3 separate regions of the Mus musculus genome follow, and regions 1 and 3 are each linked to region 2. Evidence: chromatin contacts called from public promoter capture Hi-C data. All regions are on one chromosome and are shown on one strand. The core of a region is the stretch at or near the end of the contact, and the rest is flanking DNA. Distances in the headings are between cores, read along the strand shown. Region 1 holds the start of Atp5c1 (ATP synthase, H+ transporting, mitochondrial F1 complex, gamma polypeptide 1). Region 2 holds the start of Itih5 (inter-alpha (globulin) inhibitor H5). Region 3 has its middle 44 kb from the start of Gm31496.

Region 1 (4,516 bases), core at 439-2,938, 73 kb after region 2:
TTGGAAGGTCGAGGCCAGCCTGGTCTACAGAGAGAGTTCCATGACAGCCAGGGCTACACTGAGAAACCCTATCGCAAAAAACAAAAGAAACAATAAATAAGAAAGAAATGAGTGTAAGTAAGTCAGAGTTTTGAAGCTGGACAATGGCGTTGCACACCTTTAGTCCCAGCACTAAAAAGGCAGAGACAGATATCTATGAGTTCAAAACCAGCCTGGGCCTGGTTCACTGAGCAAGTTCCAGGACAGCCAGGGCCACACAGAGAAACCCTGTCTTAGAAAAACAATAACATGCACAGAGTTTTGCAATCCAGTCAGTGGCAGTGGGACTGGGTTCAGTCTGTGATGACTTACTAAGAAGGTGGCATAAGGTCAGTAAGATGGCTCAGTGGCTAAAGGCGCTTGGTGCCAGATGTGACAACATGACTTCAATCCCAGGACCCTCAAGCTGGAAGGAAATAACCATTTACATGTGGCCCTTTGATCTCCGTATGGATGTATCTGTTTGGTGCAGCATGCACACATGCATAAACACATACACCAAAATAAGATAACAGAAATATGACGCAGTGCATGAGGGCTCAGTGGTAGAGCATTTGCCAGGCATACATAAGACATTAAACAAAACTTGTAGCACTGCTTAATAAACAACCTCTCTGGTCCCCATCGCCACCACAAGACTACCAAGAAAGTATTAATATAAAGTAGGGTGGTGTATATCTCTGATATCAACCAGCACTTGGGAAGCAGAGGCAGGTCTATCTCGTTTTTTGGCCAGCCTGGTGAGGTCCAGACCAGCCAAAGTTACATACTGAGATACTGTCTCTAAAACAAAAATATGTATCAGATAATGTACAAGAATTTTTATTAGTTCTGTTATATTGGTGGCATTTTGGCATTAATTGAAAAGATAATACGATTACTTGTTATGTTGATTACACAATTAAGTCTTCAAGGGTGAAGGTATACTGATATTCATATATTTATATAATTTACTATATGATGTAAGCAAATATGGAAAAACACTTAGCGGTCACTCCTAGGTGCGATGGACTGCACGCCTGTACCTTTGGGAACCCACATACTGAAACTATAGGATAGCAGTAGCAAGTCGGGAATGAAGCATTTATGTCATGGAGAGTTCTTCTCTCCATGAAAAAACTCGGCGACAATCTTGCCGGTGGGTACAACTATTACCTCTACTTTACCAGTAGTGGCCAAGCCCATGTCACTATTAAGCGGAGCAACTTGAGTTCCTCGTCTTGACCGACCGACCCCACCAGGGAAGTCTAAATGTAAAACCTCAGTGCTCAGCCTAGCGATTGTAAGCGATCAGTGAGTGCTTGTCTGCGACCACTTCTCGTGGAGCTGGAGGGCTTCGCGCCGAGCTGGGGAAGACTGCGCCGGAGAGGGCTCCAAGCCGAGGGAGGGGTCGCGGCCAGCCTGAGTCACTTACCTCGTCGCGGCATTGCTTTTGGCACATCTGGCAGTACCAGCGAAGCTTCTGGAGCCCTTTGGACTTAATTCTATTGGCGATGGCCTTGGGGCTCAGAAAATCCGACTTGCCCATGGCGACCCTGAGCGCTACAACTACAAAGCGGTCGGAAGCGGAACTGGCTCAGCGCGGGGACAGGCGGGACCGAAATTGACAGCAGGAAATGGGTGGGGCCAGGGAACTCGCGGCTTCGGCGCTCACGAGATTTAGCGAGACCGAGGACGCAGGCGGAGCGGGCCGGGGCGCCTGAGCTCCCGCGCACGCGCACTGAGTCCCGTCTGCCCGACCTTCAAGGCTCCACCATGTTCTCGCGGGCGAGCGTTGTCGGGCTGTCGGCCTGCGCCGTGCAGCCGCAATGGTAGGACCACATCGGGAGGGATGCGGGGGCTCGGGCTTGCTGCGAGGCAGGAGGGATGGAGCTGCATGCTCACTCCTGGCGGAAGAAGGCCCCAGCTCAGGCCGCGGGGATGTCTGCAGAGCTGGAAGGTTGCGTGCCGGACCCCTGGTAGGGGTCAAAGAGAACAAGGTCACGGTCTGATCCCCTGAGACTGGAACGGCCATCCGGGACCTCGGGACCCGGACGGGATTCGGGTTGAGCTTTGGAGCCATCTGGGTTTCGATCAACTCCGTACTTCCGCTCCGTACCCGGGAGCACAGCTTGCAAAGTCTTTAGAAAGGCCCTGAAGGTGAAGGGGCGACCGGGGAACGTTTGGTTGTAACTTTTGGCTTTGAAGCCCTGTGAAACACTGCACGGGGGAGCAGCGTGACCCTTTAAGGTGTGATGGCTTGCTTGAGCTCTTTGGTAAGGCATTCACTGTGTAGCCATCCGACTCTTTGCTGGGTACTGGAGAAACGAAGGAACTCAAAATCAGCCCCCGCCTGAACCTGCTGGTCGCCTTGGTGCTAAAGGGGTTTAAAAAAATCTGCCGATGAGGAAGAGAAAGACATTGCCATTGTCATCATGCCCTCGTGTTGAAGTACAATCTCTGCAAGGTCATAAAACTGTCCCAAGGTCCCTCGGTAGGAGGAGGAGGCCTTAATACAGTTACATTTGTTAGCCTCCATTTGATAAAGGGATACCATAAGGTTGGGCGACTTTAAATACTAATCCTCTGTGCAAAATAAAATAGTTGTATATTAGAATGCCCAGGGAAGGTCAGGTAAAACGTGACTTATGGGTGACGTTGTATAATAACATGAACTACTTTGAAGCTAGACTGCTAGAAGAACTGGTGCTAAGGAGATTGTTAACTGTGGACAGTGTTTTAGTGGTTCCTTGTTTTTATGGTACAGAGGATTATTAAGGCGCTCCAGCACTGAACTAGGGTTTTGTAACCTAGGTTAGAGAACTGCCAAGAACTAGTTGAAATAGTTCTTTCATTAAGCAAAGAATTTGTAGCAATATGCTAAGACTCCAAAGTAGTGAGGCAATTAAATACGATAGATATGAACTATGTATTGGAAGAATGTTGGTGGTGCACACCTTTGATCTCAGCAACTCAGGATGCAGAGGCAGGTGGGTGTCTGAGTTCTGGGCCAGCCTAGTCTGCAAAAGGAGTTCCAGAGAATGTGTGTGTGTGTGTGTGTGTGTGTGTGTGTGTGTGTTCGTTCAGATGTTGTTAGATTAACCTTGGAAGTCAGCTTGAGTTACTTATATGGAGGTCAATAACAGTTGCATTCTCAGTTGTGTCTCCTTCAGCCAGTAGATATTTGTGGAGTGCCTGCCCTGCACCAGTTGGCACTTCTTAGGTGATAAGATGTGAAGGGTCTTTGTTGGCATCCAGTGGTCCTCAGCAAACATCAGCTGTCTCCCGTGTTTGTGTATACAATGTGTGAAAAGACTATTCTTTTGTCAAGTGTAGTGAGGCCACTGTCAGAATTTGATACGCTTCCAATGTTTTCTTGAGAGTTAGCTAGGTATTAGCTGGTTAGGTGTTCACTAGTTAGCTAGTTGGGTGTTTTCCTTAACTCTACACTATGTAGCATCACACACTCCCAGCATTCCTTCCAGACTGCTGATTCGTTCATAGGCATCAAGTCTAACTCCTTCCTCTACCGACTTGAAGTCTTCAAATAACACTGTATGATCAAAGAAGATGCTGATACTTTCTCACAGTCCACTTGCTTCTCCATCAGCATGGTGGGTAGGGCAGGTTTCTGTACCAGCCTCCAGAGGATGAGTCGGGACATGGTGCAGTAGCTTCTCAGAGTGGAGTTCATTAAAGTAAATTAGCCCTAAAGGCTCGAGAGGTTCACTCTTGCCATCCTGAGTCTGGCTCTAGCTCCCTGGACATGCAATTGAAGGAGAGAGCCAACCTCTAAAAGTTGGCCTTTGACTCAGTACTCCATATTTCTATTTCCCCCATAATATTTTTAACATTTGTGAGCAGTCAGGTACCTCATGGCCATTCAGTGATGGAGCTGTGGTGTAGACAGTTGTCTTGAGCTAGAGGAAGGAGAACCATAACTGCTCTTAAAGTATACACTGCACGGAGAGTTAGAGGGCGGGTGTGCAACTCAGAACCGTCTGCATAACGTTCCATGGGAGCCTGTGTCAGTCCAAGCGAAGCTTGTGCCTAAAACCAGGTTTTCTAGCTACATGTGGAGCATTAAGGAAAGGAAAAAATAGAAAAAGAAACAAAGCTCAAATGGTGTTGCCTTTGTTGTGCCATTTCTAGAAGGGATTAATAGAATGGTCTCTGTGTCCAATAGCTGGTATGCTGAAATAGTTTGTCACATATTCCATCTTTGATCTTTTCTATATTTTTACAACCAAACCTAGTATTTTCTATATACTCTATTTCTTCTTATTTTTCTTTCTCTATGCCTATGCAAATCAAAAGTTTGATTTTGGGTTTTTTTTTTTTGTTTGTTTGGTTAGCTTTTAATTTTTTCTGGTGCTAGAGACTCACCTCAGGGTTTGAACATGACAGGCAAAGGCTGTACCCCAGTGTTGCACACCCCAATTTATAAGCCAAGAGACGGGACTTTTAAAACAACTGTTTTTGGTTTTAAGCTATATTA
Region 2 (4,870 bases), core at 1,594-4,093:
TGTAAGGGAGGGATATCACAACACACTTGTAGAGGTCAGAGGATAAAATGTGAGAGTCAGTTCTCTCCTGCTACCATGTGAGTCATGGGGATTGAACTCAGGTCATTGGGCTTAGTGGCAAGCACTTATACCCACTAAGCCATGTCTCTGGCCCCTGGCAGCTTCTTTTAAGGTAACAGTCAACCTATAGTCTTCCTACCACCTGCTCCATCCCTTCCCGTAGATCAACATGAATGGAAAAGAAGCCATGTTTCTGATAATCAATACACAGTAGGCAGAGACAGTTGGAAACCCCCGATTTTACTAGTTGCTTTACTAAGAGTCATATAATTTATAGATGCAGTGGAGGGTGGGGTGGAAGAAGGAAACTGAATCTCATATGCAAGTCGTAATTTTCCCAGTTACATGGACATGATCAGAACTGCCATGTAAGTCAATAAACATGTTCAGTTACATTACAATTAACATCAAATGTACATACACCAGAGCTCCAGTGTGTGTGTGTGTGTGTGTGTGTGTGTGTGTGTGTGTGTGCGCGTGTGAGAAAGACTGTCATTCCTAACGCTTTGTCTATCTGTTTTTGAGATAGGATCGCTGGCTTGGAACTTGTCAAGCAAGTCAGACTGGCTACAAATCCCAGGATCCACCTGTCTCCACCTCCCCTTCACTAGGATTGCTAGTTGGTCATCATGCCCTGCCCGGTTTGGGTTTGTTTGTTTCTTTGTTTGTTATAGGGGGTCTGGGGATTGAACTCAAGTCCACATGCTTATAAGCAAGCTTCCTACTGGTCTAATTGTCTCCGCAGATCACTTATTACATTTTACGAGTTTTCTAAGTTTACACATAGCTTCAGAGGTTATAATTTTTGAGATTAAAACAGTGGCTACATTCTCAGGTTCTATGCTAAGTACATCAGCTCTTCAGTCTTTTTCTTATCAGTTCTTGGGATCGAACTCAGAGACCTCATTCATCCCAGGCAAGTAATCTGCCTTGGGGCCAAGCTGGTCCTGTCTCTAACCCAGAGCCCTGCCCGCTCCTCTCTGTCTCTGTCTCTGTCTCTGTCTCTGTCTCTGTCTCTGTCTCTGTCTCTGTCTGTCTCTGTCTGTGTCTCTCTGTCTCTCTGTCTCTCTCTCTCTCTCTCACTTGCGTGTGTGTGTGTGTGTGTGTGTGTGTGTGTGTGTTTTGTCTGATTTAGTCATTTTCAAGATAAATGTTGCCATGGGTTGGAAATAACAGGAAATCACCAAATCCCATGTTTTTTCTAAGAAAGAAACCTTGGAAAGTGTTAAGCTCACTTGTAGTCGTGGAGACAACATGGCTTGAATCCATCTCTAGTCCCCAGAAAGATTCTTTGTCTTGGTTCTTCCCACATTCCCTTCCCCTTACACCCTCGCAAAGCTTCAAGAACTTTACTCTGAATTCCGTCCCTCAGCAATTCCACAGTAGAAGCCTACCAGCAGAAGCTATGTCAAGTGCCAACCCTGCTGGCAGTTTAGAATACAGATCTAGGTAGCCAAGTCCTAACCAATAAAATATCTCTCATTTATTGAGTGCCTGCTGGATACCAGGTCCTTGCTATATGCTCAAAAGGAATTGTAAGCCAGACACGATGCACACCTATAATCCCAGCATTTGGAAGAGTCAGACTGGAAGACTGAGAGTTCAAAGCCAGCCTGGGTTAATAGCAGGCTTTAGTCCAGCCCTAGCCCCATAGAACAGCATGCCTTGCAGAGAAAATACATTGCATTCAAATATGGAGTGTGCTCAGGACAGCTGTAAATGGCAGAGTAGGCAGAGTGGGGACCAGCCTTTCTTTGGACCCAAGCCTACTTTTCTCCTACACCTCCACAAAAGCTCGCTTCTCCTACAGGATCCTTACAGGGATGTTAGGACATATCTGTTTGACAGTTTTCGTGGAACGTTTCCAGTGGTCAGACACTGGACTGAACCTTTTCATTTGCAGAGCTGTTGTCATCTGTGCGGTTATGAACTTAAAACACAAACTCTGACGTATGCACCAAGTACCTGAGCTTGACACTGGCTTAATTGTGGGACCTCCAGTAAACTACTCACAATTAATAAGAACCAGAGGGCAAATTGGGTTTTCCCATGTTTGGGTGGAGAGTGTTGAAGTTTCCAGGAGTTTAAGGCTTTTAATCAGCTATCGACCCCACCCCCCCACCCCCCCCCCCACCCCCCCCCCGCTTCCCGGGTGAGAGCTAACAGTTAACCATCTCACACTTCTAAGATTTTCGGAAACTTTCAATGAACTGCTGGGCAGGAGCCTTCTCAGAAATTTGTAAGGACGGATAGGAATCTGGTAGGCAGCGGGAGCTAACAAGAACATTGGATTCTGCACAACTTTGAAGTTCCATGTACGGCTCTGCGAGAATCTGGCACGGAGCAGGCGCTGAGGACCACTCAGAAGTAGCACAAGTGACCAACAGATGGGAAAGTCCCCATGCTGAAGACTGGGAAAAGAAACAGTGCAGACCCAGAGGAAGGCGATCCCCCTCCCCCCTTCCTTGCATCCTACAGATCAATTCCAGCCTGTCCAGAAGCCATAAGCCCCAGGGAGATGGAGGGAAGGGACAGAGTCGCTGGCTCCCACAGCTCTTTCCCCTACTTACTTGCTCCGAGGTGTCGTCCCAACTCCTTGCCTCTTCCTGGGACTCTGAGAAGAGGGGCAACCCCAAGCACAGCCCTAGCAGCAGGAGCATGGCGAAGCCAGAGCGCGCGACCTCTCTGGGACAGCGAAGGTTTTTCAGGGAGTTGGAGGAGCCGCGGCTGCAGAGAAACACGCTGCATCCAGCCCTTCCTCCACCAAAGCCCCGCCCATCAATGTCCCCGCCCCCTTTATGCCCTTCAGGCCATCCTGAGTCCTGTCGCCTGTCGCCGCACTACCACTACCCCAGGCCACGCCTCTCTGTCCCTTGGGGAGTTTAGAGGGCATCCTTGGCTCCGCCCACAACTCACCCTATGATCCCTATGATCCTAGTTTTGCCTCCCCTGGGCTCCAAGGTTGACCGCAGGCCAGCTTTCTGCAGGCCACCACCTCCATCCTCCAGCTTGAGGAGCTACTGGGTTCCCATGTTTGGTTCCAGGAGGAAAAGACTCCAGACCTGCCCTAGTTGAGTGCACAGCGAAGCGAACTTTGTCCTGCATGCAGTCAACAAACTTCAGTGGAACTTGTTTCCTCTGCCTGTAGCTGCCAGGTACATCACTCCAACCCTTCATCCCCCGGTTTCCTTCGCTTTAGGATTTGCATAATTCCTGTTGCCCAGATCAGCTTTTAGAGCTCACCTGAAGTCTAAAGTTGACAGGGGCCCGCCCTTAGTATCTGCCACCAATGCTAGAGTCACAAATAACACGAGATGACAACTGATGGTCTAAGGCACACAAGCTGCATTGTCCCATTTAATTGATGAACTCTGGTATTGGAGGACAGAAAAGAGAACCTGCGTTCGCTTTTGAGAACATAGAACATTTGAACCTGTTTGGATTTTAGCTGGGGAATGAGTAGCATGTATCTTGATTACAGAATGTTGGTTCTATTTCTGACTTGCCACAGGAAAACCACTTCCGGTGAACCTGCCATGCCTGACCTTTTGCAACCGTAGGTGTGGGGGGAGGGGCAGTCTTTTTGCCCTGTGCACAAATAATGTAGCTATGTGTTTAGTGCAAAAGGCAGTTGTCTCAAAGACATACTCTGTCTCTGGCAATTCCATCTATCTAGATAGGGTGAGAAACGGGCTTCTGTGACCAAAAATGGGGAAGTGGCTGCCCCCATCCTAGGCACGATATGTCCCGTTAGACAGCCAATAATAATCATGAGGTCTATAGAAACACAGAGAGTGTTGGCAGTGTGATGGTGGGTGTAGGGATGTCAGATCACAGAACCACATCAACTGACACATCATAACTAGGTAAAAACACACAGGAATACACTTCACAAAAATCAGCAACAGTAGGCATTATGGCTTGAGCAGCCACCTCCTCTTAAAACATCCCACTTATTATTCTTAGAGCAATGGTGTTCGTTCTGCAGAGAAATCAGGAGAAGTTCGAACAAGCAAACTTGGTGCTACTGTGAAATAAATGAAAGGAAGATCCTGGTCGTCAACGTTAATCATTTAATTAGCCTAATCACCCAGTAATTTAAAAGGCACACAGCCAGCAGGAAGAAAGGCTGCTCCAGCCAGGTTTCCACACAGAAACCACATAGAAACCTGGCAGCAAACAGGTTGTTTACAGTTGCTATTCTCACTAAGGAAAAAACCCTCAGATCTTCTCCACTAGCTCCCCCAGGGATGAATAACTATTTGTGAACTGAGAGTCCCCATTGCAATGGACAACATCAGGTTATTGGAAGAGGGACAGTAATGGCTACCATGATTTGGGGGCTTAAACAGACCAGGGATTCCATCTTCTTCATCTCTTAGATTCCTTTTATCCTGAAATGTTACACAGGACCATACTCAATATCCCTACCCCCACCCCCGCTTCACATTTTACCTATTATCAAATACTCTCTAGCTTAGAGTCACAGCAGCAACATGAAGAAGTGTGTTTTGTTTTCTTTAGACTGAGGTTTCTCCCTCTTCCCGGAACCAAGGTACTGAAACACACCTCCTTTACTTTTTAGTCAATCTCTTGACAAGATCAGAAGTTCTTTGAAAACCAGCCTGTTTTACAGCTTCTAGCATTGTACATTGCACAGTTAGCACGGGGATAATCTTCTGATTAGTGGAATGAGACAAAAGACACATGGAGTGGATAGGTTCTAAGGAAGGAGAGGGCTTGTCCACACTGGCCCCCTTGATAAAGGCTCTGCACTGTCTGTTAAAGGGCCTCAGCTCACAATGGCCCA
Region 3 (4,635 bases), core at 1,500-3,999, 110 kb before region 2:
GGGACAGTCTTAATTAAGTTAATTGATGTGGAAAGATCCGGCCTACCATGGGTCTCGAGGCGGGGTCCTATAATGTATAATAGTGAAGACATTTAGCTTATTTAGCTTAGCACAAACAGGCCATCAACATGACTGTGGATGTACTGTGAAGAGCTGTTTGAGGTTCCTGCCTTGATTTCCCCACAATGATAGAATGTAACCTTGAATTGTATACTGAAATAAGCATTTTTTTCTCCTAAGTAGCTTTTGGTTAGGACATTTTGTCACAGCAACAAAAATATAACCAGAATAGTTACAAACCGCACATTTTTAAGTGAATTTTAGAAGTGGCAAGTGTATCAACATTGTCATGAAGTGAATTTCTAGAGCATCTTCATTATGCAAAACTAAAGCTGCATCCATTAAACAACAGCTCCCCGTCCCCTCCCACAATCCCTAGCAGGCACTGTTTCAGTCTCTGTCTCTATTCCTACCCAGAGAACCTTTCCTATGAATGAAGTCAGGGCAGTATTTTTCTTTCTTTGGCTGGCTCCTCTCGGTTAGCGCAATGTCCTCAGGGCTTACCCATGTTGTATTTAGCTCATCAGAACACCCTTCCTTTCTACGGCTGTGTGTAGACACCATGCTAGTTCTTCTATTCACCTGTCAATAGACTTTGTCTCCCACCTCTTAGTTATTAGGATGGTTTTGCTATGGATCCACATGTACAGATGTGTGGTAGTCATCATTCCACACGGAAACACACTCACACCAACATGAATGCAGAGCACTGAGATTAATCACCTAAGGCTGAATTCCACCGACAGAGATGGCTGCTGCAGGACACCCAGGTCACGCGGGGGAAAGTGAGTCACAAGGGTGACAGGCATGTCATAGGGAAGTTTTCTTTATGGTTAGTCTGGGAAAGTCTGGCAGCCATAATCACAGCCACAAATGACAAGGTCTGCCGCATCTTACACAGAGGTCTGTGTGCTTCCCATGCAGGTCCTATTGTGCTACTGAAAGCCTGGTGGGTGGGGCCAGGAAAGCTGCCTTCTGCCAAATGTTCCCCCACCAACCTCGAATTTTCTGTCCAGGGCGCTAAAGTTTCCGGCTGTATCAGAGGGGCTGTAAAATGCTCCCGGGTTTATCGGAGTTCATCAGACTGTCGAACAGCAGGCGCCGGGCTGCCAGCATCCCCTCATCTTGAATTTCAACCCGTTTTCTCTGCTTAACACCTCCCAGACCTCCCTTTCTGCCCCCACATAATAAACTCCATTCTTCACCAGCAGGCTGGGCAAGGACAGCAGCCTGGGATCTACACTGTGGGGATAGGGTTTGGCTCTACTTAACCTGCTGAGTTTTTTTCTTCCCTTTCCTCCCCTCCTCCCCAGCTCATTTAGCTGTAATCCTAGTAGACCCCAGGCAAAGAGGGGCAGCAACAGCATTTGCCTCTGGGAAAAATTACCTCACAGGGCCAGGTGCTGATAGCCCAGTGCTGCTTCACACTGGCTGTGTGGCCATCAGTGGCTTACTAGGGGTAGCTTGCACCTTGACCCAGAAAGACTAGACTTGCCTCCCCTGACCTCACAAGGAGGTCTTTGGAACAGAGGTGGCCTAAATGCTAAAGTGCTGTGGAGGAAGGTAGGTTTAAAAGAAACAAACCCCAAAACAGTCATAGGTTTTATGCTTGAAGGAGGCGTTCACTGAGAGGTAGGGAGGGTTTTTCTGAGGACCTGTGCTGGGTGTATTAGGCTTAAAACAGGACAGGGACCCAAGTCTGACAGCGAAGTCTGGTCGTCTGCAGAACATAGCAGCAAAGAACTATCTGCTATGGAGAGCTTCGTTAGGATGCCTAAGTTAAGACATCCTTGACCTGGAAGCCAGCTTGCTATTGTTTATATTTCAGGTCCCTTGACTTCATCTTTCCCACTGTGTGAGGAGCACGGATGTACAGGGATAACACTGTGTGCGGCTGTGTGAGGGGCCAGAGGTTGATATCACAGGGGTCTCACTAATTCAGCTAACCCGGCTGGCCAGCCCAGCCTCGTGCTTCCTGGTATTTACATTGGACCTGCGGACGTAAACCCTGGTCCACATTGTTGTGAGGCAGGTGTTTATCCACTGAGCTCACCTCACTGACTCTCTTCAGCCCCGTCTTTCTTTTTTTTTTTTTTTTTTTTTTTTTTTTTTTTTGGTTTTTCGAGTCAGGGTTTCTCTGTGTAGCCCTGGCTGTCCTGGAACTCACTCTGTAGACCAGGCTGGCCTCGAACTCAGAAATCCACCTGCCTCTGCCTCCTGAGTGCTGGGATTGAAGATGTGCGCCACGCATGCCTTCTTTCTACTTTTTTTGAGACAGGCTATGTAGTCCTGGCTGTCCTGAAACTTGCTATAGACACCAGTTTGGCCTCGAACTTGCAAAGATCCTCCTGTCTCTGCTTCCCAAGTGCTGGGATTAAAGGTATGTGCCACCATGTCTGGCCCAGGATACTCATTCAGCAGTCTTTCTCAACTCTTTCTCTCCAGCCATTGGGAACGTACCTCATTTGCATATGACCCATCCCCCTTCTCATCCCATTCTCTCCAGCCACTGGGAGCATAGTTCATTTGCAAAACTCCTGGAGACTTGCTTACCTCTTTGCAAAAACTAGGGCAAGGCTCATCCCAAGACCCAGCTGCCGAGTGGCTGACAGTAAGGAAGGAAGCTGCTCTCACTTCTTCTCAGCCTGACGCCCTCTCTGCCTGGTGCTGCCCAAGGTTCTCATTAATCATGTCAATAGCTGCATTGTCTACGCTTCTCACAGGAAGACAAGTGACACTTCCAAAGCCACTCAATATGCATATGAGTCTGTCTCGCTATTTCTGCCCAGCTACCTCTTGCTCTGCTCTCCACAGCCCCCTTCACAGCTCCTGGGTGTGTTTCTGGGTGCTTCTTTCTCACAATGATTTGCTCCCAAAATCTGCAGACTGAAAGATGTGTCTTGGTATGCCTGAGGAAAAGCAAGAACAATGAACTTCCAACACTTCTGCAGGAACTAGTATCTAGGTCTCCTGGGATCTAAGGATTTAAATTGAGAAAATGTCAGTCAGCCATGGGTCCAGCAGAAAAGCCTAGCTGCTAGGTTGAGGCTTTGCTCTCTCTCCCCATGCTCCATATTGCTGGTCCTTTCTAGACACTCTTTTCATCCAGTAGCAAACACTTGGAAGACAGTGGCCATCCTAATGACTCCTTGTGAAGTTTACCTATCAGACCTCACACTGTATGCTGCACCAATCCGCTGGCAAAACCAAAGGCCAACTACAGTGATCAGCTACAGGCTGCGAGCATATAAACACACACCTCCTGCCACCTCCCCCATTCCCCCAGCCCCGTTATATGTCTGAAGTGTACAGGCAGAAGCTTGGTGTCCCAGGGACCCAGGGAGGCCACAGGTGAAGCTCCCCATTCATTTTCATTTGCCCCCCAAAAGAGAAGCTCACAGCAGTCAGGCCAGCCATATCCAAGAAACTGGGCCTGAGACAAGGGAAGGTTTTCATTCTCTCTGAAATTTTGCTTCTTCCAAGCAATTTATTTCCCTTTTCCTTTATGGTGTTTTTTGAACAACCTGTAACATCCTAGGGTGTTGTTCACCTCCAAAGCAGTTCAGTAAGATCTAGATTGGTGATTGTCAACTTCAGGTGGAGGCCCTTTGGTAACTTCTACCCCCAATATCAAAAATCACAGTTATGAAGTAGCAATGATACTAACTTTATGGCTAGGGGTCAGTACAACGTAAGGAATTGTATTAGAGGGTCGCAGCATTAGGAAGGTTGAGAACCACTGTTCTAGATGAAATAGCATTTCTTCTTTGCCTAAGGGTACAAACAATTCCTGCTCCCTGCCTTAACCTCTTACTTAACCCCCTATTTCTTTGAAGCTCTGTAAATCTGACTGCTGTCTGTGACCCTAACAAAATAAATTTATCTCTGGGCTGCACAGAAAGACTGGCTGACACCCTCCCTTTGCTCTGTGCTCCTGACATTCCTTCTGAATGCGTATGAGGAAACACGTCCGTTTTGAGGAAGTGTTTGTGCTGGGGGTAAATTGCTTGAACAGAGTAGAAGGCTAATGTCATTGGACTATGTATAAGCTTTCCGGTTATGTTCACTTCAACAGCGTAGTTCTCACTGAGGGATGCCATAGTGTCCCAATTAGGCAGATGAAGAATTCAAAGGAGAAGGCATTGCTTACAAGTTCTAGAACATTCAGCTTCTAGAATATTCCTGGGCTTCGAGTATTTTTCTAAATACACATCACTTTGTGTGTGTGTTGATTGTGTGTATACATTTGCATATGTATGGACATAGAGGTTAGAGGTCAATCTTGAATGCCTATCTCATCCTCCCACCTCCCCCCATGCCCCCCCACCTCCTCCCCACCTCCCATTCCAACCCCCTCACCCCCAGTTTTTGGAGACAAGGTCTCGGTTTCATCCGCAGCTTGCTCACTACGCTCATCTTTTTAAAGACAATTCTGGGGACTGAACTCAGGTCTTGCCAAACACCAACTAAACCATCTCCATGGCTAGACACCTCACTTTTGAACTGAATTTTGAGCTGGTTTTACCTGTCTGTGGAAAGGGTTGTTTCTCTTGTAGCTTTCCATATGAACCTACA

The links. Promoter capture Hi-C pulls out the DNA fragments that hold promoters and counts their contacts. Capture Hi-C pulls out chosen DNA fragments and counts their contacts.
Region 1: a promoter capture Hi-C map of adipose tissue shows a contact between it and region 2. The contact joins the promoter of Atp5c1 here to the promoter of Itih5 in region 2. A contact is called at or near these places in 5 of 39 promoter capture datasets (cranial neural crest, liver, neutrophils and 1 more), 1 of 15 datasets of contacts at CTCF or cohesin (the NIH/3T3 cell line), 5 of 484 Hi-C or Micro-C datasets (B cells, embryonic stem cells, hematopoietic stem and progenitor cells and 1 more), 4 of 115 datasets of contacts at active chromatin or transcription factors (the 230-238 cell line, effector CD8 T cells, embryonic stem cells and 1 more) and 3 of 9 other capture datasets (adipose tissue, liver and pancreatic islet).
Region 3: a promoter capture Hi-C map of embryonic stem cells shows a contact between it and region 2, with 2.1 times the contacts expected there. The contact joins the enhancer-like site here to the promoter of Itih5 in region 2. A contact is called at or near these places in 12 of 39 promoter capture datasets (the C10 cell line, the SN4741 cell line, cranial neural crest and 6 more), 15 of 484 Hi-C or Micro-C datasets (the G1E-ER4 cell line, the STO cell line, Sertoli cells and 11 more), 21 of 115 datasets of contacts at active chromatin or transcription factors (the 230-238 cell line, the NIH/3T3 cell line, acute myeloid leukemia and 14 more) and 4 of 9 other capture datasets (adipose tissue, embryonic stem cells, liver and 1 more).

The regions. Positions count from the first base shown.
Region 1 is chr2:10,077,682-10,082,197 of GRCm38.p6, reverse strand. It overlaps Atp5c1 (ATP synthase, H+ transporting, mitochondrial F1 complex, gamma polypeptide 1), which reads left to right and starts at 1,688. Exons shown (of 10, transcript NM_020615.4): 1 at 1,688-1,850. The coding sequence starts at 1,795. Kin (Kin17 DNA and RNA binding protein) reads right to left here and starts at 1,586. Exons shown (of 5, transcript NM_025280.2): 1 at 1,454-1,586. The coding sequence starts at 1,567.
Region 2 is chr2:10,151,516-10,156,385 of GRCm38.p6, reverse strand. It overlaps Itih5 (inter-alpha (globulin) inhibitor H5), which reads right to left and starts at 2,843. Exons shown (of 14, transcript NM_172471.2): 1 at 2,631-2,843. The coding sequence starts at 2,720.
Region 3 is chr2:10,260,940-10,265,574 of GRCm38.p6, reverse strand. No RefSeq gene overlaps it. Among named protein-coding and RNA genes, the nearest start is that of Gm31496, 44 kb to the left of the region's middle. Within about 2 kb of position 2,749, at least 35 of the 459 cell types and tissues checked have an H3K27ac peak or open chromatin away from gene starts, as enhancers often do. A contact at or near this core is called in embryonic stem cells, oligodendrocyte precursor cells and trophoblast stem cells, where this site is marked.